Linked DNA regions of Mus musculus: regions 1, 3, 4, 5, 6 and 7 are each linked to region 2. The links are chromatin contacts, called in public ChIA-PET, HiChIP or PLAC-seq and promoter capture Hi-C maps. All regions are on one chromosome and are shown on one strand. Each heading gives the region's core, a stretch centred on a gene start, on an enhancer-like site or on the middle of the called end of the contact. The rest is flanking DNA. Distances are from core to core; before and after follow the strand shown.

Region 1 (4,245 bases), core at 669-3,168, 420 kb after region 2:
GCAATATCAGCTAGGCTTATATGAGCAGAAACCCTATCTCAAGGGGCGGGGCTGAGGCTCTCCAGGTGGGGTGCCCTTGTTCCCAGCACTCTGAGGTCAGCCTGATGCACATGTAGTGTTCCAGTTTGCTGTAGTGAGACCCTGTCTCAAAAAGGGCGTGAGGAGGAGGGGTGGCTCCCCAGATGCTAGAGAGGATCTGCTCCTTCAAGTTGCCTTTTGTTCTCCATATATACAGCTTGACACCCACCGCCACTCATGCACTGGTGCTCATATAATACATGTAATTTTTAAAAAAAAACGTAGCTACTGAGAGGAAACAAAGCTTTAAAGCAGAAGTCCTGAGAAGGACAGACAAGTCATGACCTCATCCAATACTCAGTTGAACCTAGTGTGGGAGAACATGCCTTTAACCCAAAGGCAGAAGCAGACTAGTGAGACAGGTGCCCAGGAGGGTGAGGGGAGAGATGAGGTTTGTGTTTAGGTGTTCCTTAGGAGTTCAGAGCAGACCCAGAGGGCCTTGAGGACCTATTGAAGGAAGGTGTTCACACAGCTGAGTAAGGGGTAGGAAGCTACTGGGTCTGTGCTCTCGCCCTCCTGGGGAAATGCGCATGCGCGCGGCCTTAGTAGTTCCCTAATTCAGCTGGTTTCCTCTAAGGGACACTGTAGGTGGCCTCAGCCAGCACCAGGTCTCTGGGTTGGTTGGGCAGAAAAGATGGAACTGCTCAGCTTTATAGGGGCTGTCCCTTGATTCCTTCTAGCCAGAAGCGGTAGACAAATTGATTCTAAAAGTCCTCCAGTAGGGGTGGAGAGGATTCCTTTCCTGCCTCCGCATCAGGAGCTTGCAAGCGCAAGTGGCTCCGCAAAAGCTTCTGGCTCCTCAGGGAAGCAGCTGAAGGTGGCAACCCCGGGTGCTCCTGGGCCCACTGTCACTTTGATGAACGAAGCTGGCACCCTGCTCCAGCAGCAATTCTGAGAGGAAAGGGACCTTCCAGCGTGCTCCCCTCCCTCCGGTTCTTGGTTGTTTAGAAGTCTTGGATTAGAGTTGCTTCCTAGAGCAGTTTGCATGTTAACAGCACCTGGAAAAGATCCCAGAAGCAACACCTCTGGGTGCCCACAGCCAGGGAAACCTACTGTTGTTGCTAAAGGAAAAGGGAAGATGGATGCTTTGTTGCCTAGGTCGCTTTAATTTGAGCCTGCTGGGCAGCCTGACACCCTCTCCTGTGGCATCGGATGCTGTTCTGGAGATCTGAACCAGACTCCTCTGCCAGATCTTCAAATAGCCTCATTGGTGGGACCTCCCTCCTCCAGCAGCACAACCGCCAACAGTTCTGGGCCAGCCTCCTTCCGGAGCTCTCACGCCCCACCTCCTGCCAGCCTGCTTGGGATCCTATTTGCTCTGGTTCGGAGGTGGGGAGAGGCCCTGTCAGTTCTTCAGCGCTTACAGGCTAGGAGTATCTGGATGTCACAGGACAGCGACCGTGCCCAGGAATGAGTGACAATTGATTATTTTCCGTAAAATCGGGATAACAGTTATGTCTCAGGATTGAATGTACATAAAAGGCTTAACAGGGTGCTGGGTACTGATTGTCTTTGTTCCTTCTGGTGTCCGCCCCTCATTTTCCCGTATACTTATATATTGCCTCTGCCCACACATTCATTTAGCCCCATCATTTCCCTACCACCCCTGCTGCAAACAAAGCCACCACCATTTTGTAAGGGATCCCCTCCAAACGTGACAAGAAAAGGAAATGATTTTAAATCCATATCCCGTAACTAACAGTGCTCCTTTAGTTCTTGTGGGAGGTAGGGAAGGGGAACTGTTAAATCGACGGAAGTACTCTCCTCCGGCTCCGCTCCCAGGGAATCCAAAGAGGGCTACTTTCTCTTTAAATGCAAATCATCTCCAGCCAGCTTAGCTCCCTCCAGCTCCAGTTCCCCTGAGGAGAGAGAAAGCAGGGTGAAGGGAGATTGCAAAGAAGCACTGTTTCACACTCCAGACCCCAAACTTCCAGGTCAGTAGAACCCCAAGGGGGCGAGAAGGGAGTGAGGAGGATGGGGGCGGGGTGCCGCACCTGATGCTTGTTTTTTGAAGCCCGAATTGAGAACTGAATCTTTCCTTAGGCACATCTCAGGCGGATCACAGTCGCTCTGGCTGCCGCTTCCATCAGGTCTCTTACTGGGTCACACTGCTGCTACATGGAGAGAAAAAGAGTTCTGTCTCCCACCACCACCACCCCCCACCCCACCCCCGAGCCCCACTGATGCCACCCAGCTGTTCCATGCCAGCTTAAACGCTTAATGTTCCGATTTGACCATCGCCCTCTCGGAAGTAAAGTGAGGGAGCTGAGACCTCCCCTGGAGAGGACCTCAGCAGACCAGATACCTAGGTGATGGGGCTGTAGGGGAGTCAAGCTAAGCTAATCAAGTCAGAGTTACATTGTTGGAGGTCTAGCCCCTAAAGACTTTCTAACTAGAAAAAGAAGAGACTAGAAGCTGTCCTGGGAACTTCTGGGCAGCCCTGGCATGTGTAGTTGAAGTGAAGTGGAAGAGAGGCCAGTGATGAGCCGGCTATTCCTGGTCCATATGATTGACACCAGGGTATTTCCAGGTGTCCCTGCCTTACCTTGGTTGCACCTCATGCAGTTAGTCAGTATCCGCTGCCATATACAGACCGTTGCCTAGCAAATGGCCTCCTGATCCTCAGCTTGCTCCCCTAGTCACATCCACCCTGTCTCCTGAGCATCTTCCTCTACAGCCCCAGGCTCTGGGCTGTAGTGACAGGAAAACAGCAAGATGACCCTGGTCTGGGCCAGCCCTCTCCAGCAGGCAGATGGGGCTGTCAGGAAGAAAAGGGCTTTGCTGGCCTTGGGAGGTCCTTCAGATGCATAGCTACAGTCCAGCAGCAGGCTGGCATATGACCCTGTACAGACAAGAGGACAGAGCTCCTGACTGATGGACAAAGATACATCTGAAGACCCTTCCTCTCAGACGAAAGAGGGTGCTGAGTGAAGGGATGATTTTGCCCCCTTCCTTCCCAGACCTGAGGTCCAACACACCACCCAATGGAAGACAAAAAGAAGAAACGGAGTCCTAAGCCCTGCCTGACCCAACCAGCACAGGCCCCAGGCACACTGCGCAGAGTCCCTGTGCCCACCAGCCACAGTGGCTCCTTGGCTCTGGGACTCCCTCATTTGCCATCACCCAAGCAGCGAGCCAAGTTCAAGAGGTGAGTAGGGAGGGGCTCTTGGCCAGACTGGAGACTCCCAGGTGTGAGCCGAGCACTGTGTAAGGAGGACCTGCAGACATCGACATCGCTGCTGAACAGCAGCCAATGCCTTACCCATTCACTGGGGATGTAGACCCGACGTGTCCTCAGGTACATAGAGACCACTGGCTCTAGCTCTGAGGAGGGAGTGAGTGAGTGTGACTGTGAGAGGAAGCTGCTAGACACTGATGAGGGGAGGTGATAATCAAGACTGAGAATGCCATGAGAACCAAGACACTGATGGAAGGGCCCCAGGAGTGTAGGGATAAACACCAGGGAGGACGATTCCTTCCTTTTAAATTCATTGTATTTTGGTCACCACGCTGGGAGATTGACCTCAAGATACTGATACTGGGCAAGTGCTCTCCCACTGTGCTTTCTCCCTCGCCCATTTAAGTTCTCTGCTCAGTTCTTTTTAAATAATGGAAGTCTGGCTGCAAGTGGTAGTGCAGGGCCATCATCCCAGCCCTTGGGTGGCAGAGGTGCAGGATCAGGAGTTCACAGATCATTGGCTACATAGAGAGTTTGAAGTTAGCCTGGGTTAGAAGAGACCCTACCTCAACAAAAACAAAACAAAACCAATGTTAAGAATTTTGGTGGCCAGGTGCGGTGGCACATGCCTTTAATCCTAGCATTGGGTGGCAGAGGCTGGTGCATCTCTCTGAGAACAGCTTGGACTACACAGTGAGTTCCCGCCAAGTCAAGGCTGAATAGTTAGACCTTGTCTCAAAAATAACAAAACAAAAGATAATTTGGATCCTACCCTAGGTCCAGGTTTGTTCCCATAAATACAATGTGTTCTTTTCCCCATTGTTCTAAATAAAACCAGTGTCCTCTGTGGGGCTCCATACCATCTGCCTGGCCAGCATGTACTGGCATGGCCATAGTAGATTTTATCCGGAGCTCAGGGCTGGCTCTTTGAGAATGGTAGGAAATGCAGTCGGAGAGGAAGGAAAGCCCAACTGGCTGCTGTGTTCAGG
Region 2 (3,765 bases), core at 377-2,876:
AAGAAAATATTTAACCACCGGTATGCCCTAGACACTCACCAGCCCGAGCACAAGCCTAGCTGAAGCACAGAAGCAAGGCCCAGACAGCTTCTGCTATGTCATGAGCTTGCCGCTGGGTTGAGGAGAGGTCTAGAGGGTTCTAAAAGATCACAGAGGCAGAGAAAGCAAGGGGCCATGAGCAGAGGCAATTTATCAAAAATGTTTCACGAATCCCAGGGCTGTGTTCTGCACTGGTGCATAGTGGCCCAGTACCTGGAGAGCTGTGCTCAGCTGAGCCCAGGTTAGCCCTGCCAGGCACCTACAAGGTCAGGGGCTGAAGACTGGACTGAGTCTCTTGGCAGAGATCACAGGGCTGTGTATGAGCCAAGAAAGCTTCCCCTTGTGTGTACAGGGGCAGGAGAGCAGGTCACCAGGGCTCAGGACCCCGTTGCCAACCTCTCCCGCTGATGGATGCTCGTCTTTTTGTTTTATTAAACCCTGATGGATGGGCCCAGATAAATCAATGCAGGCTCAGCAAGTGGCCAGCAGAGTCATATATCATCTGGCCCCTTCTAGGACAGGCAGATCATGAGCACACAAAGCCATGTGTATCAATACAATACACATAGGCTTATAGGCACATAGGTGCCGGGACTGTGCAATCAAACCTAGCTGCAGGCAAGCGAGCTAAGAGACATGAGAACTGATAAGCCCAGTTTACATACATGCTCCTGTCCAGAGCCAGACTATGAGCACCCTCCAGGAGGCTCTTCTGTTGGTACTTTCTTAGGCAAGTCAGATTTTGTACGGTGCCATGCTTACTTATCTCCCTTATTGCTGGATACAGAATAAAGGATGCCTTCACGCATGCGTGTGTGTGTGTGTGTGTGTGTGTGTGTGTGTGTGTGTGTGTGTATATATATATATATATATGAGGCTGGACTCTTGGGATGGATCTGTGCCCCCACCTCAGTCATCTCCCATCCTAGGGGTGTGCATCCCCCCCACTCTCCAACCCCAGCCTGACCTTCCCTTCCTGACAGCCAGTGGAAAGGTAGCCGACTATGAGCAGCATGTGGGTGCATGTGGAGGCGTGAACATAGAGATGGGCTCAACATGTTCACCACTCTGGCTCCTACTCCCAGGCCTCAGATTGAGTGAAGGGCTTGTAGGGATGAGCTAGAGAGATGCTTCCAAGGAGACCCCGCCCCCCTCAACACAGACACAGATGGAGGCAGAGACAGCAGGACCAGCATGGAGTTTCCAGATCACCCCACGGCAGAAAAAGAGCACTGAGGCCCTCAGAGAGGGCTAGCCACTTGCCCCAGGTCACATAGCGAGTCAGTAGCAGAATATGCCCTTTCAGCTCAGAGGGAGAAGCAGCCCAGTGCTGGCCCACTTACCAACGGCCCGCGGAGCCCTTCACTGAGCAATCCTGGCAGCCCTAAGGCTGCCAGCTATGGGAAGCAGGGCCAGGGGTCCACGGCCCACAGGAGGATCCTCGATCTCTCCCTGCCAGTCTGCGCTGACCCCAGCTTTTCCACGTCCTGAGTTCTCTAGACTGAGTGCAGCGCAGCGTGCGCGCACACTCACACGCCTGCTTGCAGGAACTGCCGGCCGCTCCTGGAGAGGGAAGAGGGCGGTTCCAGGGGGCTGGGGGCCTGCCAAGAGGCTAATGGAACACAGCTGGGCCGGCCCGCCAGGCTGGAGGAGGAGGGAGACCGCGAGGGTTCGGCGGCTGCGGAGGCACTGGCCATTGGCCTGCACCGCCGCGCTCCTGGCCTGGCCCTGCGCCCGGGCCCGCCCGTCCCGCTTCCCCAGCCAGGTGAGCCTGCGGGTGAGCGGAGCAAGGCGGGACCCTGCGTGCCCAGAGCTGCCCTGGAAGGGGCGCCTGCGGCTGGCTGGCTGGCGGGAGGGAGGCCAGGCTAGGCGCGCCCGGGACCTCCTTAGTGCCCCCCCTAATTTCCTTGGCTGAGACCCCAGAAAGCTGGAGAAGACTAGAGACCCCTCCTCCATAGTCGTGGAACCCGCGACGTGGCTGCTGACCAAGCCTCGGTGGTCAGCTTTTTCCAGTGCCTGGGCCTAGCATTCCTAGGCTGTAGAACCTCTGCTTGCACTGGGAGGAGGGGATAGAGCACCACTCCCCAACCCTGTGCTAAATTAACTCCTTCTGCTCTGTCCCCATTTCTACAGAAGTAGGGTCAGGGAGTCCTCTTGGACTCCAGAAGGTTGGAAAGACTCAGATCCCTACCCCCTGCCCCCTCCCTGCTCCCTGCTTTAAGAAGACTTTTTTTTAAATTAATTTATTTTGTATGTGTATGTGCGGAACGTGTACACAGGCATAGTTGTAAATGCCATGTTGTATGTGTGGACGCCAGAGAACAATTGATGGAGTTAGCTATCTCCTTTCACAATAGGGGTTCTGGGGGAATCCCGCTAAGGTGGTCAGTCTTGGTGGCCAGCACATTTACCTGCTAAGCCATCTCCATGGCCCTCAAACTTGGTTTTGTTCTCTTTTTAACTGGATATTGAGCCTAGAGTTTGCATATTCTAGGCTAATGCTCCCCCCCCTTGGTGGTATAGTGGTATGTGTGTGTGTGTGTGTGTGTGTGTGTGTGTGTGTGTGTGATGTGTAAATTTGTGCAGGTGTACACACACATGCTTGGTGGTGGCAGCCTGTTGCCTTTAATCTCATCACTCAGGAGGCAGAAGCAGGTGGATCTCTGTGAGTTGAGGACAGCCTACTCTACAAAGTGAGTTCCAGGACAGCCAGGGCTACACAGAGAAACCCTGTCTCAAAAACAAACAAATAAACAAACAAAAAAAACAACCAAACGAAAAACCCAAACCGCTCTGTTGCTCAGGCTGGCCTTGAGCTGGTCTGGGACAGAAGCAAACCTAGAACTTTCTATTTTTAAGATAGGTTCTCACTATGTAGCCCTGGCTGTCTTGGAACTCCCTTTGCAGACCAGGCTGGCCTTGAACTCACAGAGATTCCCCCTTGCTTAGAGAACGCTGGGACTAATGATGCACACCAGCACACCCAGCCAAGCCTAGATCTTTCAACCCTCTAGCCTCAGCCTCCTGGGTAGTCGGTGCCCAGCAGGCCTGGTTCAAATCTACTTTTTATCTCTAATTCCATTTGCACATCTGTGAGATGAGATGCCTGCAGCTGCCCGTGTAGCTTTGTTAAAGGAAACTCATTAACATCTGTGAGAATGCTTAGCCGTGCTCTGGCACGTAAGAGGAGAGATATTTGCTGCGATTTTCATTATTGGGATCCTTAGCAGAGGACAGGGTCTGTAGGGAGTGGGGGTGGGCATTAAGGGACAGGGAGGTTTTCTTTATATACAGGGTCTAAAGAGGCAAAAACAGTTGAGTTTGGATGAACCTCAGAAAAGGAAGCGAAGCGGCTGTAGGGTATATGTTGGGGTTAGAAAGGAAGCGACTTAAGACCCTCCATCCCAAGGATGGCTTCCGGTCGGAGTAGGGTGGTTAAAGCTGTAGACCTGTGGCCCCATCTAACCCAGGCGGAGCCATGACAGGCCCGGGATTTCCCACCTCCATCCCTGAGTCAGCGGAAACCTAACCACGCTGCTACGCCATGGAGGCGCCCCACTGTGGTCCCCTCACGGAGCCTGGGCCCAGATGTGTGGTGGCAGTGGTGCGGCCTGCGAGGCGCTGAGCTCAGCAGGCAGGAAGTGCAGGAGGTGGGGCTTTCAGAAGCTCTGTCAGGAGGGCTGGGCAGGCACAGTCGGGGTTGCGAATGGAGTACTGCCCAGCTTA
Region 3 (3,745 bases), core at 1,020-3,519, 350 kb after region 2:
AGGTGGATTTCTGAGTTTGAGGTCTGTAGAGTGAGTTCCAGGACAGCCAGGGCTACACAGAGAAACCCTGTCTTGAAACAAACAAACAAAAACCACCAGGACCAAGAGTAGCATGGTAAAGCGATTTCTTTCATTGTAAAGTTATGGTTTCTCATGAAGAGAAGTCAGCAGGAATCTGGAGTCAGAAACTGAAGCAGAGGCCATGCGGAGAGGTGGCACTACCCACAGTGGGCTGAGCCCTCCCACATCAGTCATTAAGAAAATGCCTGCATGCTTGCCTATTGGCCAGGCTGATGGATGCAGTTGTCATCCCCACATTACTTACCCTCCTTTTTACTTCTTAAACATATCAGGCTGAATGTCCTTGCATTATTCCTCTGTCTAGAATCTTCCCTCTCCCCCAGATACTTCCTCTGACTCATTTCAAGGAAGCCTGCTTTCTTTCCCCATCCTATTTAAACCTGCATCTGGACACTCCCGTTTTTCCTTTCATCCTGCTTTCTCTTCTAATATACTACTAGGGGCTAATATACTACAGAATTTACTAATTTTCATGTCTGTCTGCCCTTATAATTTAAAATCTGTAAAATCTATAAATATCTTCTAATTTGTTTGATTAATATGTGTCAAGCATTATGATAACCTGTGAAGTCACCAGACAATTAAAATTGCTTGTGAGGAGCCGGTGTCATGGTCGTGGTGCTCGCATTTAATCCTAGCACTTGGGAGTTAGAGGCTGGTGGGTCTCTCCTTTCGAGGCCAGCCTAGTTTACAAAGTGAGTTTCAGGACAGCCAGGGCTACACAGTGAAAACTTGTCAAACAAAACAACAGCAGGGCTGGCTTGATGGCTCAGTGGGTAAGAGCACTTACTGCTCTTCTGAAGGTCTTGAGTTCAAATCCTAGCAACCACATGTGGCTCACAACCACCTGTAATGAGATCTGACGCCCTCTCCTGGTGTGTCTGAAGTCAGCTACAGTGTACTTATATATAATAATAAATCTTTGGGCCCCAGTGAGGGGGGTTGACTGGTGCGAGCACAGGTCCTAAAAATTCAATTCCCAACAACCACTTGAAGGCTCACAACCATCTTTACAGCTACAGTGTACTCACATAAAATTAAAAAAAAACTTAACAATAATATAAAGATTGCTTATGAGGCTGAGAATATAACTGAATGATAGAACACTTGCCTAGCCTGTATGAGGCCCTAATTTTAATCTCCTACCCTCACCCCCATAGACTGCTTATTAGTCTTGCAAGGGAAGAAATTACACTAACAATAACAGTAGCTACTTGCTTCCTCTGTTAAGTGTTTGCCAAACATGATGGCTAACACTGATTAAAACAGGTACTACATGGATTGTCTCATTTAATCTTCCATGCCTACAAGATAATTTGTGCTTGCATTAGGTTTGATTTCCATCCCTGAATAAATCTGTCATAGTGAGAGTAATAATTCCGACACTATGAAGCAGGATCAGAAATTCAAGGACATCCTCTAATCCATAGCAAATTCAAGGACAGCCCAGGCTACCAGAGGCTCTGTCTTAAAAACCAAAATCAAAGGGCTGGCGAGATATCTCAGCAAGTAAAGGTTCTTGTAGCCAAGCCCGATAGCCTACGTGTTAGGCTACATGGTAGAAGAACCAGTACTACTACCAGTTGTCTTCCCAAGTCCACTGCTCTGCGCATCCCTCCCTCTCTCCGGCACACCAAATTCTAAAATGTTAAGAACCCTAATAGGCGGTTATTATTAATACCCATTAACACTATTTCGAAATTTGAAAATGGCAGGCACAGGTTCTTAGCTAAGGTGGTGGCAGTGAAATCAACAGTGGAGAACATGAGAATCAAACATGAGAAATGGATAGAGTTTAGGGTCATCAAGATGAGGCCAAAAATTGGATATAGAGTTTTGGAGGAAAGGGGAAGTGACTCGTAGATTTTGACTGGGGTGGGCCAAAGCACACTAAAGCCTAAGAGTTCTGAAAGCCCAGTTTGGGACTCGCTGAGTATGAGGTGACTGTGTTGTACAAAAACAGGACTTCACTAGAGGCAAAAGGCCGCTCTGGTGTCCTCCTCTAAGTCAGAACAGGGTGAAGAAACACGGGAGGTGGGTTCGCCCGCTCCAGAATCTCTTGAGCAGCAGCTGCGGGAAAGGCGTGGGGAAAGGCAAGACAAAGAGCGTTAGCACAGCTTTTGTCCAAACGGCCCCTTTAAGAAGCGCGCTCCCGACTCCCAGCCCGCCTAGCATGCAAATTGAGCAGCCGGAGGGAGCGTGCGGCTGATACCCGGCCCGGGCTGCGGCGGTTAGTCCTCTCTCGGCCGCCGTCGCCTCCGACATATTGCCCGCAGGAGCTGCGGCGGTGAGCGGAGAGCGCCGGGGGAAGGAGATGGGTGAGCAGAGCTGGCTGGGCTCGTTCGGGGGTCGCGGGATAGCGGGGAGCCTGGCTGCGAACTGCCTCCCCACGCGGACCGGAGTCGCGGGCAGGGGGAGGGGGAGGGGAAGGGACGCGGCGCAGGCGGGACCCCGCCCCTCCGGTCCTGAGGGGGCGGGTCACCGCTTGGTAGGCGGAGCTTCCAAAAGGGAGAGGGGCTCGGAGGGGCTCAGGCTTTCTTTGGGGCACACAATTCTCCTGTCTGCAGATGGGGGCCGGGCACTCTGGTGGGAGGGGCTGAGAGCTTAGGGTTCGCCTTTTGTGATTGCCGGTGGGGGAGAGAATTTTCTGGACTATAGGGGTTTACACTGAGAGCGGTGGGGCCGCAGGGACACCTAGCCCACCAAGGGAGTCCATTCCGATTCAAGCTTCCAGTCCTAGAGAGCATTGCCCGGCTTGTGGGCGGGGTCTTGGGGTTGACAGTTGTGTGTGGGCGGGGTTTCTGGGCTAGGGGCTTTATGTGGGTGCCGAGCTTCTAAAAGATAGTGGGTGTGGGCAGAGTTCCTGGGCTGAGGGTGTGTGTTGGGGGGGGGGGTTCTAAACCAAACCAAATATAACAGCGTGTGAACAAAGCTTCCGGTTTGGGGCTTGAAGTCAGCTTTCTGGACATGCATATTGTGAAGAGCTGTCAGAAAACCTTCAGAGATAGGAAAGCTTGGGCACCGTGTGTATGAATGGAGGCTACTGTGTTGCTGTGAGGAAGTTGAGGAAGTTATAACTTCGATTAAGGGTTTGGGAGCTAAGTGCAGGATGCTGCCTAGGATCTTAGGCTAGACTACTAAGCTTAGGGAATATAGTTTTGTAAAATCTTAAGTTTGAGATTCCCAACCACAGCGCTCTTTCTAAGGCCATTCTGACGTTAAGGCCAGGCCGTGGGTCATTGAGTTAGATCTCAGGGCCCTGGAGGGAAAACTTGTCTCAAACCTGACCAGATTGTAGCGTCTGGAGACTCAGATCCAGATAAAATCCAGCAAATACCAGCGCTGAGCAGCTCAGGACTCAGGCTCTGAAAATCTTACCAAACTGGTCCAGTGAACCGGATTAAGGGAACTGGCAGTAAAAATAACAGTCTGGTAGCACATGCCTGTCATCCTGTCATCCTAGCATTTGGGAGACTGAGGCAGGTGGGTTGTGAGTTTGAGGCTATTCTGTGCTACTTAGTCGCTTAAAATGTGAATTCACGCCTGGCGTGGTGGCGCACTTCTTTAATCCCAGCACTCAGGAGGCAGAGGCAGGCAGATTTCTGAGTTCGAGGCCAGCCTGGTCTACAGAGTGAGTTCCAGGACAGCCAGGGTTACACAGAGA
Region 4 (3,965 bases), core at 1,117-3,616, 310 kb after region 2:
CCGCCTGTCTCTGCCTCCCTAGTGCTGGGATTGGCTACTTATAAAAATTTTAAGTTATGTTTAGATCTTTATTTTTGTGTGTGTATGTGTACATTTTGTTTCATGGCACATGTGTAGATCTGAGGACAACTTTTGAGAGTCAGTTTTTTCCTCCCACTGTGTAGTCTTGGAGATCGACTCAGATCTTCAGGCCTGAAGATGATTTAACCAGCTCAGACATCTTGACATCTCAGCCTCAGACTTTTTTTTTTTTTTTTAAAAACTTCTCTTTTTTATTTTTTATTTATTATATGTAAGTACACTGTAGCTGTCTTCAGACACTCCAGAAGAGGGAGTGTCAGATCTTGTTACAGATGGTTGTGAACCACTATGTGGTTGCTGGGATTTGAACTCTGGATCTTCGGAAGAGCAGTCGGGTGCTCTTACCCACTGAGCCATCTCACCAGCCCAGCCTCAGACTTTTAATGGGATTTAATTTGGGTTCCATCTGCATACAGTACCCTAGGATGAAGAGATCTTAGAGACTGTGCCCTGGTCCTTACAGCAGTACTATCTGTCTCATGGTGATTTATGTCTTGTTATTCCAGTATTCTGAAGATTAAGACTGAGTTGTTTTGAGTTCAAAGCCACTCTGGGTTAGAGAGTGAGTCACTGACTCTGCAGTGAAAACACGTGTTAAGGAAAAATGAAAGTATTTGTCTTTTTGAAAGAGTGCAGGGGGATCCCTTGTGAAGGACCAGCATTCAGAGCAGGAGTACTAGGAGCTCTGAGAACTAGGCAGCCAACATGGGCTAAGGACTGGCCCTGGAGTCACCGTTTTACAGAATAAACAGAAGGTGGCAACAAAACAATTCAGTCTAACAGGTGCTAGGACTGCAGTTTGTCAGAGACCTAATATAAGATGCTTCTTAGTTTGTTTTTGGGGGACAGGGTGGCCTGTCCTAGGTGGCCTGTAGCTGTGCTGTGTATGTAGGCCAGACTTGTCTCAAACATGAGGTAATTCTGTGGCTTTTCCTCCTCAGCGCTAGGATGCATAACCACCTCATCCCCTTAGTATGGCTGGACATGAAGGCCTCTATGTGCAAGTAGAGGTCAGAAAACTTGGGAGAGCTGGTTCTCTCCTATTTTGGGCCTGGGGCTAGAACTCAGGTTGATAATAGTCCCCTCCACCCCCAACGAAATAAGCTAATTCAAGAATAATTTTTTTTAAAAAGGCATATCTATTTGGAAATGGGTTCCCGGGTGAGTCCACCAGCCTCAGAGGTCGGGGGCAGAGTATGGCTGGTACTTTTTTGATAGATTGTAGGCGAAGAAAATGACAAGTCTACCACAAGCTGGGCTTGTGCCCAGGTATGGTCATCTAGGGTGGGGCTTGGGTGGCTGGTGACTAAAGATGAGGATTAGTACAGTCAGGAATTCAGGACTGGATTTTTTGGCGCCTTTTTGTGTTCTGAGGCTTTCTGAGTAGGCGGGGTTGGAAGGAGAGAGAGAGAGAAAATTTGGAATTTACCGGGGATGAGTGGGTGGGGAACAAGCCAACAAGCCGGGGACTCCAAAAACAGGTGATAAGCAGCATTACCAGTTGACCCGACCCCAAATGCATCTTTTAATAATTCTCTCACTAGTTTTGAACCTGCTCTAATGGAAATCTTGCCGACTGACTTCCTGGATGCCCTACTTGGGTATGGAGGGAGCCCTTTTCTTCCGGTCTTTGCGTCTCTGACTGACCCCTTCGACTCCTTCTGAGTTTCAGTTCTGCAACACACAGCATTCCCCATTCCTGGCTTCCCTTTCGCACACTCATCACTTATCTCTGGGTCAGCCTCCTCCCTCCCACCACGCCCGCCCGCATCCCCATCTTCCCATCCCGTTCGCTCGCGCAGTCTTTCCCTCTCTTCCGGCTTCACTTGGCTCTAACCCTCGCGTCCCCCTCTCTCCAGAAGCGTTCTTTTCATTTCCCGGTTGGAGGGGCGGCCCCCGATTCCACTCCGGGGCACCGCTCCCTCGGGGACCTCCCCAGGCTCGGCCGTTGAAGGAGGCGTGGCGCACGAATAACAGGTCTCCTGCCGCACACTCCGCGGGCCCGAGCGCAGACAAAGACATTCCACGGCGCCCGCCCCCTCCGCGCACTCCGCCCGGGGGAGGGGGAGGGGAGACACGTGTACCGCTAGCGCCGGGTCACGTGGAAAAGAAAAAGAAATGAAGGAAGGCGGCGGGCGCCCGCGCAGGCGCCCTAAGCTCGGAGCCCAAGCGGGGAGGCGACGTCTTCAGTCGGCGCAGGCGCCGTGGTCCAACTGGGGACTTTGTTCTCCGCGGAGAAACTCAAGGGCGGTGCCGGTAGGCGCCTGCGCACGCGCGCCGCCTCATTTCCGGTGCTCTCTCGCTGGGTCGCTCGGGTCGGCTTCGGTCGCTGTCGCTCCTGTTCTTCCACCCCCGCCAACCGCCGCTCGGGCCTCAGCTGCCGCCGCGTCGCTTCCTCGCTCGTTCGCTCGCCACCCATCATCCCCGATGCAGCGCCGGGACGATCCTGCCTCGCGCCTCACCCGGTCCTCGGGCCGCAGCTGCTCCAAGGACCCGTCAGGTGCCCACCCCTCGGTGCGTCTGACCCCGTCTCGGCCGTCGCCGCTTCCTCACCGGCCCCGGGGAGGGGGAGGTGGGCCCAGAGGAGGCGCTCGGGCCTCGCCCGCCACCCAGCCGCCGCCGCTGCTGCCTCCCTCCACCCCTGGTCCCGACGCGACGGTGGTGGGTTCCGCGCCGACCCCGCTGCTGCCCCCGTCAGCCACAGCCGCGGTCAAGATGGAGCCGGAGAATAAGTACCTGCCTGAACTCATGGCCGAGAAGGACTCGCTCGACCCGTCCTTCACTCACGCCATGCAGCTGCTGTCCGTAGGTAAGCGGTTCTTGGCGGGTCCTCTGGGTCTCCCGGTCCTGACTGTGGGTGGCCGCCGCTTTGTTCTTGCTCCCACCCCCTCGGAGCCCGGGCATCGAGAGTTGTCATCTCGACCTGGCCTTCGAGATTCTGCACCCACAGTCCCACCCGGGCTCAGGGTGTAAGGGAAGATTTCTGAGCCACGGACGAGGCCCGAAGAGGACTCGCGATCTCAGAGCGCGGAGAGCTTGATGGATAGTACCGTGCTCCCGCCCCCTTCTCCTCCCGTAGTAGTTGCCCCGCGCGCCAAGGGCCGGCTCTTAACAGAAATGAACCTATTTCTCCCCGCTTTCCCAAAGAGGAAACATTTGGGGGGGGGAATCGCGGGTGATGGAGACCTGGGGTGTAAGGTAGAGATAGCCGGAATGCCGGTCCCGCACAGCGCATCTACGGAGCGGGGCGGGATTTAGCGGGAACTCGGGTTTAAGTTCATTAGAGGTCGGGGCGACGAGAGAATCCGTGAGCTTGAGGTTTTCTCAAGCCAAGCTTTCCATTTCGGCCTGTCGAGTAAGAATTGCTGCAGACCCGGATGGTTTCTCTGTTTTATTTTGAAATGTGTTTCTGAAGTTATGCAAAAGTGTGTGTGTGTGTGGGGGGGGGGTTGTGATAGCCCAGGAGACCGTAGAAAGAAATGATAGAGGGAGGTAAGGGGCGGCAGGCAGGTTCTTTTGCGTGAGATGAACGAGAAATTGGTCTTTTTGTTTTAGTTTTTGCTGGAGTAGAGATAGTTTAAGAATGGTAGTCTTTGTTCTCTGATTGTAGACTATGGAGCTCTCTTCTCCGGACTTGAGCGACTTAGATATTTTTCCTTATTCAAACCGCCGCCTGTTGTTAGACATGGTTTTAGTATTTTTTATGATATCGAATTTTTTTTTTTTTTTGATTTTGGTTTTTCGATACAGGGTTTCTGTATAGCCCTGGCTGTCTTGGAACTCACTTTGTAGACCAGGCTGGCCTCGAACTCAGAAATTCGCCTGCCTCTGCCTCCCGAGTGCTGGGATTAAAGGCGTGCGCCACCACTGCCCGGCTGATATCT
Region 5 (4,018 bases), core at 1,478-3,977, 380 kb after region 2:
GGTAGAAGGGAAGACCTGACTGCTATAAGTTGTCCTTTAGCTTCTCTATACACACATATATTAAATAAATGTAACTTTACATACCTTTAGATTTATTTTATGTGTATGAGTGCTTTGCCTATATATGTATATGCTCCATATGTGTGCCTGGTGCCCTTGGAAGTTAAAAGAGGGTATTGAACCTGCTGAGATTGGAATTGCAAATGGTTTGTGATTCCCATCTGTTGGGAATCAAACCTGGTCCTCTGAAAGAGCAGCAGGTGCTCTGAATCGCTGAGCCAGCCCCAAAAAGGTAATTTTTACATTTTTATTTCTTTAAAAAAAGCACAATAGGGACCGTGTTGGAACTCTCGGTGCTTCCGAGATGACAGTTATGGTTGCTGGGGTCACTAGGCGGGCATGAGGAGGAAAGCCACCCGAGTGAGAGTGAAGCACCAAAGGGTTGCTTAACTCCAGTGTGTCAGGAGCCAGCTTCTGACCCTTGAAAGTGAAGAAAATTCCTGAGAGCAGGCAGTGGGAAATTGCTACAAGAAGAGCGATACAATGTATTTAGTTACCTTTCTGTTGATTTTTGTATTGGTCTTTTTCATATTTGTTTCCTTTCCAGAGCTCAGGACTAAATCCAGGGCCTTGTGTTATTTATTATATGTAAGTTATTATATGTAAGTTTAGCTGTCTTCAGACACACCAGAAGAGGGCATCAGATCTCACTTCTTTTTTTTTAAAGATTTATTTATTTATTATATGTAAGTACAGTGTAGCTGTCTTCAGACACACCAGAAGAGGGAGTCAGATCTCGTTACAGATGGTTTTGAGCCACCATGTGGTTGCTAGGATTTGAACTCCAGACCTTTGGAAGAGCAGTTGGGTGCTCTTACCCACTGAGCCATCTCACCAGCCCCAGATCTCATTTCTGATGAGAAATGCTAGTTTGTTTGCTTATTTATTTTGTGTGTGTAGTACATTTGGTTAATAGCACATGAGCAAAGATAGCATGCAATTTCAGAAGTTGGAGATCTCTGTACACCAGGGATTCCAAGGCACTTTCTCTTTTCTTCTTTTTCTTTTTGTTGTTTTTTGTTGTTTCTTGGGGGGAGGGTTGGTTTTGTTTTTGTTTTGTTTTTTCGAGACAAGGTTTCTCTGTGTAGCCCTGGCTGTCCTGGAACTCACTCTGTAGACCAGGCTGGCCTTGAACTCAGAAATCCGCCTGCCTCTGCTCTGCCCGGCTGCCACAAGCACTTTCAACTATTGGGCCATCTCTGGTCCTTTCTGTGGTTTGTTTGTTTTTTAAGAATTTATTTATTATATGTAAGTACATTGTAGCTTTAGACACCAGAAGAGAGCATCATATGTTACTACGGATGGTTGTGAGCCACCATGTGGTTGCTGGGATTTGAACTCAGGACCTCTTGAAGAGTAGTTAGTGCTCTTACCCCCTGAGCCATCTCACCAGCCCCGCTGTCTCTGGTTTTAAAGACAGATGGGGCAGAACGATTTTGGAGATAAGTGAGATAAGGAGGTTGATTATTGTGATAACAGTATTCCTTTTCCTCAAGTCATAGAATTTGACTTTTGAGTTGTTTCACTTTATCGGCCAGGCATTTGGTTAGAATTGGCAAGATTGGACGTAACCCCGGCTCTGTGTGTTGATGTGGAAGACTGGAATGCTATCATGCAAAATAAGGAGGTTAATAAGCATCAGCCCCAAATTCCTTGATTCAAAAGGCACGTGCTTCAAGGTCCTCATCACTAAAAAAGGGAGCTCATTGACCTGTTATTTATTTGTTTGCTTGTTTATTTGTTCATTTATTCATTCAATAGCTATAAGTCAGACACTGGAAGGTGGTGGTCATACTAGTCAGCAATATAGAACTGACCCTGTCATTAAAAGGTTACTGGGCTCTGCCCCTACCCCACCACACCCTTTTGCTGGAGAAACAAACTCCCTCTAGTGTGATAGCGCACACCTGTAACCTCAGCAGAGGGGAGGTGGAAGAAGGAGAATCTAGAGTTCAAGTCTAGGATATCTGAAACCCTGCCTCCCGTAAACAAACAACTGGTCTGGGAGCCTTTTACCTCAGCACTTGGGAGGCAGATAGGTGGATCGCTGTGAGTTTGAAGTCTTTCTGATTTATAAAGGTCCAGGCCAGCCAGAGATACATAGTAAAGATCCTGTCTCAAATGAACAAAAACAATATTCAAACCCCAGCTTAATCTCCACTCCTTTTCCTTATCTCCGGAGCCTTGAACGAATCACTTCCTCTCTCAAAATAATTATTTAGTTCAGGGTCTATACAGGCTTAATTATGAAGAATTTTTGGGAAAGAAGGTCTCGCCATAAAGAAGAAATAAAAACAGAAAGAGATTGGATCTCCAGGTCCAATCGTTCTGCCCCTTCTGCCTTTAAAACCACAGACAGCAAGGACCAGAGAGATGGCCCAGTGGTTTAAAGTGCTTGTGGCAACCGGGCGGTGGTGGCGCACGCCTTTAATTCCAGCACTTGGGAGACAGAAGCAGAGGCAGAGAGTTTGACACACTTTGTTTTGTACATATTCCTTCTAGTCTCCCTCCAGCCTCGGCTGTCTATTCCATCCCTAATTGCCATCTTTAGTGGCTGCGTTCTCTTTAAGCCCGCCCCTATCCTGATATCCCTTGGAGGGAAGGGGGCGTGAGGGTTAAGAACGCGTTTTAGCACGGTATAAAACGTTTGTCCCCGTCAGGCCGCCGTCCTGCAGGTCCGCCATATTGTCTGCCGAGGCTACCGCTGAAGCTACCGCTGCGGCCGCCGCCAAGTCCGAGCGAGCGGAGCCGCGATGGGTGAGTGAAGCGGCTCAGGAGATGGGTGTTCGGGCCGAGGTGTCGGGGAGCGGGGTCTGGCGAGGGCCTGTCTCTCGTCCGAAGCAGATGTCGGAAGCATCCAGAGAGGCATGGGAGGAGAAGGCAGATCGGGAGCGCCCCTCGGGCCAGTTTAGGGCTGGCGTAGGGCCGCCCGCACGGGGAGCAGCCCTGGGGGCTTGTTCCGCACTGCTAGCGTCCTGGGCTGTCCCCACGTGGTGGCCTCGGGTCAGAGCTCGCGCTTCCCGGGGTAAGCAGAGCCCTGCCCTCTCGCCCTGCGCCTGCCGTGGATCCGGGGGCCGGGCTCCGGGCTCCAGCAGCAGGCCTGGCCGCGGAGAGCCTGCTTCCTCGGGCTTTTGGACGCCGGGCTTCTGAACCAAGTGAAGTCCTAGCTGCCTACGTAGAGGGTAGAGTCCTCTGGAGAGGAGACCCAGGGCAGGCCAGCTCCGGCCCGGTAACCAAGGGCCGGCCGGGTCCAGCAGAGCTTGGGCCTTTGAAGGCCAGGAAAATGTCCCAGTCGGCGCAGGAATGGGGTGGTTCGGCTAGACTCAGTGACAGCCTTCGCAGTGGTAGAGAGACCAAAGCCAAGACTTCTTGGCACAGACAGGTCAGGGACTTACTGTTTCTGGGCCAACTCTGGTTAGGAGAAAAAGAGAGACCTGTTGATCTTTTTTAAAGAGCATTCCGGATACGAAAGCCGTTGCTCAAAAGAATACGATGATGGTCTTCGAATTCAGAAGTGAAACCAGTATTGGTAATTTGTTGGCATCAGTAAAGTGAAAAACTTTAAATTTGCCAATCTGTACGTGCAGACGTTATTGTCAGTGCTTAACGTGTCTTGTTTAACCTAATTGCAATCTAGTGGGATAGGTGCTGCTGTTATTCCTGTTTTGCAGATGGGGAAACTGAGGCTTAGAGTGGTAAAGTAACTTATCCAAGGTCACGCGGTGATTAAACCAGGGTGATCACTCCAGAGCCCTAGGAATTAACTGGTGCCTTTTATGGGCTGGCCCTCTAGTGGTGGGATGAGAGAGAGGGGGGACAGTTTTAACCCTGCGTAAAGTTGGGAAGTTGTGTTTTGATATGGGTCCAGTTTGAAATCTTTAGTCTGAATGAAAGTGGAAAAGTTTAGAGTGAATTGCTGACCTCCGCCTATTGTAAAGAGTAGTGCATTTCTAAAGTT
Region 6 (3,934 bases), core at 995-3,494, 470 kb after region 2:
AAATAAATAAATAAATAAATAAATAAATAAATAAATGAAAAAAAAAAAAGAAAAAAGAAAAAAACCCAGCTAGTTGCTAATTCTTGCTCCACGGGCAGCTAGATATGCATTACTTTAGAACACACACTTTAGAATTCATGCACTGCTTGTCAGCACCGTGCCCCCCAGGCGGGTGCTGAAGCTGAGGTGAGCTGTAAAATGCTAAGGTTTCTAAGTGAGGACAGCAGGGCGGTATATCAGGTCTGGAGACACATCTGCCGGCTCTGTCATTCTCAGGGTTGGGTTGTTTTTTTTTTTTTCCTTCTGTGTGACTCTCAGCCTTTGTTTCTGTGTTTCTCTCTTTGTCTGACTTTCCAACTCAGACTTCCTCCCCCCCCCCCCCCCCGCCATTTCCTGTTCCCCCTTCCCTCTGCAGCTGAGGTGCACACAGCTTCAGCTCCTACCTCACAAACCCCAACAATGCTCTGTGGGCTCCCCTCCCCCTGCCTGCTCACTCAGCGTAGCTCAAGAGGTGACACATTTACACTTTCTTTCCAGTGAGGTCAGGACCCATTCTTGGCCCTGATAGGGGCCATTTGGGGTTCCTCACATCACTGGTGGCCTGGCCCTCTGCCTGTGAGGGACACAATCCTCATTTTTGCCTGCTGGCAGCTTGTTGTGGAGTTCTTAAACTCCTGCTGATGTCAGAATGTCTCTGCCCGCCACAGATACCTGTGCAGTATGCTTGCTCGGTCCTCTACCGGAGGCAACTCGTGGTTATGGCTATGCGCTCCATTAGGGGTGTGGCCTTGCCTCTACTTGAATTACCATTCTGCTGTGCTGTCCTGTCCCCTGCCTGTTATTCTATCTATCTATCTATCTATCTATCTATCTATCTATCTATCTATCTATCTATTATCTATCTACTATCTATCTATATCTACTATCTATCTATCTATCGATCTATCTATCTATCTATCTATCTATCTTCTATCTGTCTCTATCATCTATGTATCTATCTATGTATCTCTGTATGTATCTATGTTTGTATGTATCTATCTACCTATGTATCTATGTATCTATCTATGTATCTATGTATCTATCTCTATCATCTATGTATCTATGTATCTCTGTATGCATATATGTGTGTATGTATGTATGTGTGTATGTATGTATGTGTGTATGTGTGTATGTATGTATGTATGTGTGTATCTACCTATCTATCCATCTACCTATCATCTATCTATCTATCTATCTATCTATCTATCTATCTATCTATCTATCTATCTATCGAAACAGGGTCTCTTTATGTAGCTCTGGCTGTCCTGGAACTTACTGCATAAGTTAGTCTGGCCTGAAACTTGCAGAGATCTGCCAGCCTCTGCCTCCGGAATGCTGGGATTAAAGCCTTATGCCACCATGCCCCAGCCTGTCACTAGGGCCTTAAGACATGAGGTTTTCTTGTCTTCCTCCTGAAACAGACTGTCAACAGTCGATCCTTAGGCACAGGATGACATGGATACGGCTCTGCCAGTGAATGTGGCTGCTGTTTTTACTATAGTACATATAACCTTGTCACCAACTATCTAACAGAGATAGATGCTGTCCAGGTTCAACTCTGAACAAGAGATGCCTTTGGCTGTCCGGCTAAATTAAAGGCCACCCAGTTCTTACATAGCACGGCTGGAGTTGAGTGCAGCGCCATTTCCTTCCCTGTGAGCTAAACTGTAGCTGCTGTGTTCTGCTCACGGGGGCAAAGGCTCTCTTCTCTTACCCAGGAGTATCTTGGAGGGTAGGAGGAGTGCTCCATCAAACAGCCTTCCCCACCATGTTTAGTGACCTTCAAGGGGAGGAAGAGGCAAGTGAATCTCTGTGAGTTCAAGGCAACATAGCAAATTCCATAACAGTCAGGGCAACACGGTGAGTCCCTGCGTTAAAAAAAAATCCTCTCATTGGTTGATGACGACGACGACGATGATGATGATGATTGGACTTGAGGGGTCTAGGCTGGTCTGGAACTCTGTATGTAGCCATTCCTGTCTTCACCTCCAGAACGCTGGGAATATGGACCTATGCCATCACACACAGCCTTCCTCCCTAAGTGCCTCCCTCAGTATGAGTAGAAGCTGGCCTAGAGATGTATGGGACCCAAGAGGCTGAGGGGGTCTAGGTCTATGGCAGCAGGAAGCCTGAGGTGCTGGAGGCTTGTGGTTGGGTTGCTGGGGCTGGGTTGGCTGCAGAGCCCTCAGGAGACAGGAAGTCAGGGTGGAACGTGGGCGCGAGGAGACAGGTGGTGACTACGACGGCGAGGGGAGCTGACACCGGGTCCAGGCAGCCAAGCCAGGCTAGGAGCATCATGTGAATAGGCCAGAAGGCTCCCAGGCTGGGCAGGTAAGGGGTACTGGGAACAACAGTGTAGAAGGGGGCAATGGTGGGAACCAGACAGCAGAACACTGCGTCTGTGGAGGCCTAGGCTCCTTAGGTGTACAGAAACCTTTCAGAAATGCCTTCCTGGAGGTTGTCTGAGCTGGTGGCTCTTGCCTCTGCCATCTGCTGTCCATCATTTCCCACCTTAGGAGGAGCACACTCCTGGGAGAGCCAGCACATGATGTCAAGTGTTAAGAAGGCCACCAGCAGCCACCTGTCCAGTTCCTTGAGCTCAGAGGATGAGGTTTCTGAGGTCCAAAGGTGGCTGTGACCCTGTCTTAACCCATACCTCCTCACGATGGTCCGCGGCAAAGCAGGACCTTGCGTGGGGGTGTAGGCTTGACCTGGGCTCCTTCTATGCCTGTGGCACACAGGGTGATGAGATGGACCGTCCTGAGGGCAGGGCCCCAGGAATCAGTCCCCAGGTCCCTAAGGCAGACCCAAGTGGCAGAAACAGATGAAAGAGTAACCCATGGGATCCAGGTGGACATATGAGAATCGACGGCAGCCTTAGCAACCAGCATCCTGAAACACAGAGGAGTCAGTAAGGAAGCAGATAGATATGTGTAGGGCGTTTATCCAGAATGGATGTGTGTTCCCCGGGGAAGTTGGTAGTGAACGAGATGGGAGAAGGGAAGAGGAAAGACTATTTTTATCCTGAACTGGGTATAGCTGGAGCAGGGCAAGAACTTCTGAACTTCCCTCTGGAAAGTCACCGCTCCTGTCCTGCCAAGTGTCAGGACAGGATGTTCTTGCCTTTGCCCTTGTCCCCATCCTGTCTTAACTCAGCTGTATTTGTGTGTTCATGTCGGCCTTCATGATTCTTCCTTCAGACCCTAAAGGATAGAGGCCCAGAATCTTGTCACCAGCCACCACCCATTCGTTCAGTCAAACTCTAAACTCTGGAGGACGGTCTCTTCCTCCACTGACTGTCCAGGTTTCCCTTGCCTCACCGTAGATGTTTATGTCACAGATTTTCCATCTTGTCAGCATATGCTGGCCTCTTCCAAGACCTTGCCTCCTTACAGGGGCAGGAAACACACTGGCTCTTCCGGTGTTTCATCTGTCCTTGAACTGCAGTCCTCTAGGCTGGCCCTGTGCTGACTGGGAGAGGAATCCAACAGGGTTGCTTGTTCTTGGAGCTCAGGATGGTGGCTCTTCTCAAAAGAGCCCAGAGGACAAAGTCAGAGAATGGGTTGAGATCAGACGAGGGAGAAGTTTCCTTCAAGGGAATCTAGAAGCTTCCTGAACAAGGCTCATTCTGGAAGGTGCTTAGGACAGAAAACTAAGGTCCCCACCCCCTGTGCTGCTCTCCGGGACCACAGAGGCAGAGACCTCAGAATAAAGTCAAAGGTGCAAGAGCCCAGGTGTGGTATAGTGTAAACACACACACACACACACACACACACACACACACACACACACACTTTTCAGCATCAGAGAAAGGCCCAGGAAGAATTCACTGTCTGAGTGAGTGGTTTGTCCGCCCCATATTTCAGTCTGTTTATAAAGACACAATAACAAAGCT
Region 7 (4,109 bases), core at 1,386-3,885, 260 kb before region 2:
AAGCTTTATAGTTTCCATTTACAAACGAGGCTGAGACACGGTGCTGTCTTAGCCAAAGTCAAACGGGCCAAGCATGGTGACTCCCCTAGAATCTCACTCAAGAGGCAGGGGACTGGAGCAGGGGAAATGCCGAGAATTCAAGGCCAGCTTGGGCTGCGTAGCTCCAGAGTATGGGCTATAGTGAAACCCTGTCTCAAAAAGGCTAAGTAAATAAATAATCCGAGTTTAGTGACATAGATTCCCAAACTCTCTTTTAGTCTCACTATATCATTCTTGGAATAACATACTCTACCCTTCAAGCCACCATCTGTGCTTGAAGTCACTTAAACTAGGCTGGGCTGCTTTGTCCTAAGAACCTTTGGTTCTATAGGATAAGTCAGGAGCTTTGGCTACACAGCAAGAAGTGAGAGGCTTGGCTTTGCCTACTGGTATCTGTGTGAGTTGGGCTTCAGCAGTGAACCAAGCTGTTTTCCCAGGACCCACCTACAGGTAGGTGTAGGGTGCCAGTGAAGCCAGTTACTGCTGGAAGCTGGGGTGCATCTAGACTTTACTGGCCTTCAGCCTGTCGATATTTTTAGGCTAAATAGAATTTCAGTCCCCTGACTAAAGCTGGGTTCAGCACCCACAGAACAATGGCCTGAAGACAACATGCCCTGAGGCAAAAAGAAGTCTAGGAAGGCAGCGGCAGCTCAGTGAAACAGAACTAAGCCCAGGTAATCTAGTACTCCCTAACTTGACAGCCAACTAGCTGGGTGTGGGCTCATACCTCTAACCCCAGTGCGGGAGAGGCAGAGACAACAGGACCTGGTCTCCTTAGGGAGTTCCAGGAGAGCCAGGGATACACAGTAAAACCCTGTCTTAAAAGACAAGACCAGCTGCCTTCCTGGAGAGCCTCAGGGTAGGGTAGGTGCCGGTGGGAGCCCTGTCTGGAGATGTGGTTCAGCAGTCGCAGTGCTTGCTTAGCACGGGCAAAGGGCCTTGGGTTCCATTCCCCAAACCAAAAGGACAAATTGCTTTGTGGGCCTGTTTCAGAGAAGAGCTGGAAGTAGGTGAGAGGCAACTACACACATCCCTCAACATGTCCGATTCCAGCCCTCCTTCCCGGGGAAGACGGAGTGGAAGCTAGCTCAGGCATGACACAGTCCTGTTTTCCCTGCCCCAGCCTCCTAGACCAGGATGATATAGCCAGGGACTCCGCAGGTAGAGGTCTTTATCTAAGCTCAAGGCAAGAAAGGAAGGGCTGGGGCCGTCTTGGATAAGTGGTTCATGTGACATTCCCCACTGTTGAAATGGGAAGAACTCTAGGTAGTTCTGGGTTCTCAACTATTTGGAAGGCCGAGATGGCAGGTTACAAGATCAAAGCCAACCTGGGGAAGTTAGTGAGAACCTGTTACACAGAGTAAAAAGAGGGTGTGTGTGTGTGTGTGTGTGAGTGGGGAGTATAACTCAGCAGTAGGGGGCATGCACAAGGCTCTAGTTCAGTCTTCAAAAAGAAATCCTGGGCTTTCCTATGAGGCGATGAGCTCATGTGTCCCAAGCTGTCTTCCTATTAAGTAAATCATGGGACTCTTCCTTTCTTTTTTTTTTCAAGACATGGTTTCTCTGTGTAGTCCTGGCTGTCCTGGAATTCTCTCTGTATAGACCAGGCCTAGAACTCGGGAGATTCACCTGCCTCTGCTTCCCAGAGTGCTGGTTAAAGGCGTTGTGTCACCGCCCACACCACACAATTTCCCCAGCCCCAAGCCACACTCTCCCTTCATAGCTCTTCACCTTTCTTCTGACACCCTCTGCTCGATCCCAGGCTTTCTTCACCCTATCCCCAGCACTGATCCGGTGGCCGACTGGTGCGGCCGGGAAGCCTATGTGTAGTGGTCGTCTTGCCCTGCTCTAGCAGCAGCGTCTCCGACTGATCCCAGGGGTGGCTGCACACACTGTAGGTGAAGGTCAGGCTGGTGAGAACCAGGGCATCTTCCAGAGAGAGGCCTCTTCACTACCCCAACATGGAGGGGTAGGGCTTGTTGCTGACTGCCTGGCTGTATCTTCACCTCTTCCCAGATGGAATTCACTGATTTTCTTTAGTCTTCCTCCAGGCTCTGTACACTCCTATCTGCTCTATTCCCTTTCGGAATTCAATTTCTGGACCACCATGCTCCTCTTTGCCTTCTCCTGCGGCCAGCCTCCCGCCCTTCTTTCCCTCCCCTTTCCACCTCCGGATCACCTACACTGCTTCCTAGAAAGCCTCCCATCCCGGACCTCTGCGGCCACAGCTGCCTCTACCCTTCCCCTCCAGCTACGAGGCTCGCCAAGCTTGGACCGCGACACCCCCCTCCCAGGAGGCCGGGGTGGGGTGGGGTGGAGTGGAGTGGCTTCAGCCCAGGCCACCCTCCGCACCTCAGTATTCCCTGTCTGGACTGGCTAGGAGCTTGCGGGAGGCACATGGGGGCACTCCCCCTGGGAGCTCAGCGCCAAGACCGCCTTGCCGGCCCTCCTGACCCTAGATCCTGCGCCGTTCGTTCGCTCACCGAGTGACTTCATGTAGTCATCAAAATTCTTGCTGTCCACTAGCTTCCAGGTACCGACAAAGGCGTCCGCCATGGTGCGATGAGTGAGGAGGCGAGCAGGCACTGAGAACCGCAGCTCCCGGCTGGACAGCCTCTTTAAATAGCCCTCGCATCACATGATGAAAGTGGCCCACACCCCTCGCTCCCGAAATAGGAAGCCGGGGCTTGCACTCCCGCAAAGGGCTGGGGCCCATCCCCCACAGCCCTCCCGTCGCCTACGTCAGCGGCGCCCGCGGTCCTGTTGGTGCCATCTAACCCATCCCTGGCCTGGCTGCGGGGCGCTTCCCGCAACCCAAGTAGAGCATCCCCCGGCCATACTGAAAGGAAACTCGCCCTTGAGCTGGTGCCACGCTGGAGAAACGCCGCTTGATCCTTCTGCCGCCTTGTTTTTTAATTCGCTGTGGTTTTATTCTTATATTGTGTATGCTCGTGTAGGCGTACTTATGGGGAAGGGGTGGGAGACTGGGGCGTTCGTTGTAACTCGCGGGAGTCCCTTCTCTGCTTCCACCGTGTGGGTCCCACGTATCAAACTGGGGTTGTCAAGGCTTGACAGCAAGGGCCTTTACCCAAAAACCCATCTCAACGGTCCTATGTCCTCTTCTTGTAGAAGAGGCTCAGAGGCTCGGAGAGGAATGACGCGGTCGCCGTAAGTAAAAAAGAATTGGAGCCTGGACAGAGAGCATGGTCTAGTGGCCTTTGAGCCCTCTTGCTCCTACCAGACAAGTGGAAAAGAGTTGCCTTGGACACCGCGGATGGCTGAGCTGCCCAGCGCCTCACCTGCTGGCGGAGAACGTGACCTTGCTTCCCTCATGCTAGCCCCACACGTGCTAGCCCCTCCCTGCGGAATGTCTCCCGCCTGCGCCTTTCTCCGCAGTCCCACCCGTCGCCGCTGCCTGAAAGCGCTTCAGGCTTTATTTACTGACCTCTGAGCTTGTGCCAGGGTCGTTCTTCACTCCGCGAAGACAATTTGTCTATTCAGAGGGTTCTTCCGGCCTCGGCCACCTTAACTCCCGGAAAGCCGCGACCCTCTGCTGAAGTCAGTTTTTTCCCCTGACTTCTGCCACTAGACTGCTTGTCACCTTAAAGTACGTTATTAAATAAGACCCGACTATTGATGGTTGTAGCCTACTTCAGGGCATGGTCACACTCAACTTTTTCGTTGGTAGGTGGTATCATCCCCTTTTTACAGGTGAGTAAGGGAACCTCAGTGGAGCCTATTCCTTAGTTCAGCAGTTTCTGTTTAATTATTACCAAGTCAGCATCTCAATGTGTAGCAGGGGTTGACCTTGAACTAAAGATTCTCCTGCCTCTGTCTCCTGGGTTACAGCTGTGTGCCGCTGCTCTGGCTTGAGCCAACAGTTAATACGGCACCTGCACCTGGAGGCAAGAGATTCCTGAGTTGGGGGCCAGTCTGAGCCAAGGCAAGATACTCTCTCAAAGTAAGCTCCTGGTTTGTGCGGGCCCTGCTTTGGAGAAGTCCACATGGATCAAGGTACAGGCTAAAGTACTCCCTCTGGGAGTGACTCTAGGAGGGACCTGTCCTGACTT

What was found. Promoter capture Hi-C pulls out the DNA fragments that hold promoters and counts their contacts. ChIA-PET counts read pairs in DNA pulled down with a chosen protein or histone mark. HiChIP or PLAC-seq counts read pairs in DNA pulled down with a chosen protein or histone mark.
Region 1: a contact with region 2 is called in a promoter capture Hi-C map of pre-B cells, with 2.4 times the contacts expected there. The contact joins the promoter of Ccdc28b here to the promoter of Col16a1 in region 2. A contact is called at or near these places in 3 of 39 promoter capture datasets (hippocampal neurons, liver and pre-B cells).
Region 3: a contact with region 2 is called in a promoter capture Hi-C map of embryonic stem cells, with 2.7 times the contacts expected there. The contact joins the promoter of Tmem39b here to the promoter of Col16a1 in region 2. A contact is called at or near these places in 14 of 39 promoter capture datasets (the 3T3-L1 cell line, 3T3-L1-derived adipocytes, the C10 cell line and 9 more), 3 of 115 datasets of contacts at active chromatin or transcription factors (embryonic fibroblasts, memory CD8 T cells and stem cell-derived neural progenitor cells) and 3 of 9 other capture datasets (embryonic stem cells, liver and macrophages).
Region 4: a contact with region 2 is called in a promoter capture Hi-C map of embryonic stem cells. The contact joins the promoter of Khdrbs1 here to the promoter of Col16a1 in region 2. A contact is called at or near these places in 6 of 39 promoter capture datasets (the 3T3-L1 cell line, cranial neural crest, embryonic stem cells and 2 more) and 5 of 115 datasets of contacts at active chromatin or transcription factors (astrocytes, effector CD8 T cells, embryonic limb bud and 2 more).
Region 5: an H3K4me3 HiChIP or PLAC-seq map of pro-B cells shows a contact between it and region 2, with 2.6 times the contacts expected there. The contact joins the promoter of Kpna6 here to the promoter of Col16a1 in region 2. A contact is called at or near these places in 2 of 39 promoter capture datasets (cranial neural crest and pre-B cells), 1 of 15 datasets of contacts at CTCF or cohesin (large pre-B cells), 7 of 115 datasets of contacts at active chromatin or transcription factors (the NIH/3T3 cell line, bone marrow-derived macrophages, embryonic stem cells and 3 more) and 4 of 9 other capture datasets (adipose tissue, embryonic stem cells, liver and 1 more).
Region 6: an RNA polymerase II ChIA-PET map of memory CD8 T cells shows a contact between it and region 2, with 28 read pairs. The contact joins the promoter of Lck here to the promoter of Col16a1 in region 2. A contact is called at or near these places in 1 of 39 promoter capture datasets (pre-B cells) and 1 of 115 datasets of contacts at active chromatin or transcription factors (memory CD8 T cells).
Region 7: a contact with region 2 is called in a promoter capture Hi-C map of stem cell-derived epiblast-like cells, with 2.9 times the contacts expected there. The contact joins the promoter of Fabp3 here to the promoter of Col16a1 in region 2. A contact is called at or near these places in 6 of 39 promoter capture datasets (cranial neural crest, embryonic stem cells, hematopoietic stem and progenitor cells and 3 more), 1 of 484 Hi-C or Micro-C datasets (nephron progenitors), 1 of 115 datasets of contacts at active chromatin or transcription factors (embryonic stem cells) and 2 of 9 other capture datasets (adipose tissue and embryonic stem cells).

What each region holds. Positions count from the first base shown.
Region 1 is chr4:129,621,581-129,625,825 of GRCm38.p6, reverse strand. It overlaps Ccdc28b (coiled coil domain containing 28B), which reads left to right and starts at 1,918. Exons shown (of 6, transcript NM_025455.2): 1 at 1,918-2,012; 2 at 3,039-3,226. The coding sequence starts at 3,063. Gm34305 (a long non-coding RNA gene) reads right to left here and starts at 3,040. Exons shown (of 4, transcript XR_376684.4): 1 at 2,624-3,040; 2 at 2,073-2,192; 3 at 1-1,937.
Region 2 is chr4:130,045,701-130,049,465 of GRCm38.p6, reverse strand. Col16a1 (collagen, type XVI, alpha 1) reads right to left here and starts at 1,626. Exons shown (of 70, transcript NM_028266.5): 1 at 1,383-1,626. It overlaps Gm12963 (a long non-coding RNA gene), which reads left to right and starts at 1,044. Exons shown (of 6, transcript XR_003955360.1): 1 at 1,044-1,058; 2 at 1,540-1,804.
Region 3 is chr4:129,695,369-129,699,113 of GRCm38.p6, reverse strand. It overlaps Tmem39b (transmembrane protein 39b), which reads left to right and starts at 2,269. Exons shown (of 9, transcript NM_199305.2): 1 at 2,269-2,399. The coding sequence starts at 2,396.
Region 4 is chr4:129,740,704-129,744,668 of GRCm38.p6, reverse strand. Khdrbs1 (KH domain containing, RNA binding, signal transduction associated 1) reads left to right here and starts at 2,366. Exons shown (of 9, transcript NM_011317.4): 1 at 2,366-2,890. The coding sequence starts at 2,509.
Region 5 is chr4:129,671,476-129,675,493 of GRCm38.p6, reverse strand. Kpna6 (karyopherin (importin) alpha 6) reads left to right here and starts at 2,727. Exons shown (of 14, transcript NM_008468.4): 1 at 2,727-2,817. The coding sequence starts at 2,814.
Region 6 is chr4:129,571,951-129,575,884 of GRCm38.p6, reverse strand. It overlaps Lck (lymphocyte protein tyrosine kinase), which reads left to right and starts at 2,244. Exons shown (of 13, transcript NM_001162433.1): 1 at 2,244-2,370.
Region 7 is chr4:130,307,264-130,311,372 of GRCm38.p6, reverse strand. It overlaps Fabp3 (fatty acid binding protein 3, muscle and heart), which reads right to left and starts at 2,635. Exons shown (of 4, transcript NM_010174.2): 1 at 2,523-2,635. The coding sequence starts at 2,595. Gm10570 (a long non-coding RNA gene) reads left to right here and starts at 3,668. Exons shown (of 4, transcript XR_868203.3): 1 at 3,668-3,750; 2 at 3,889-4,053.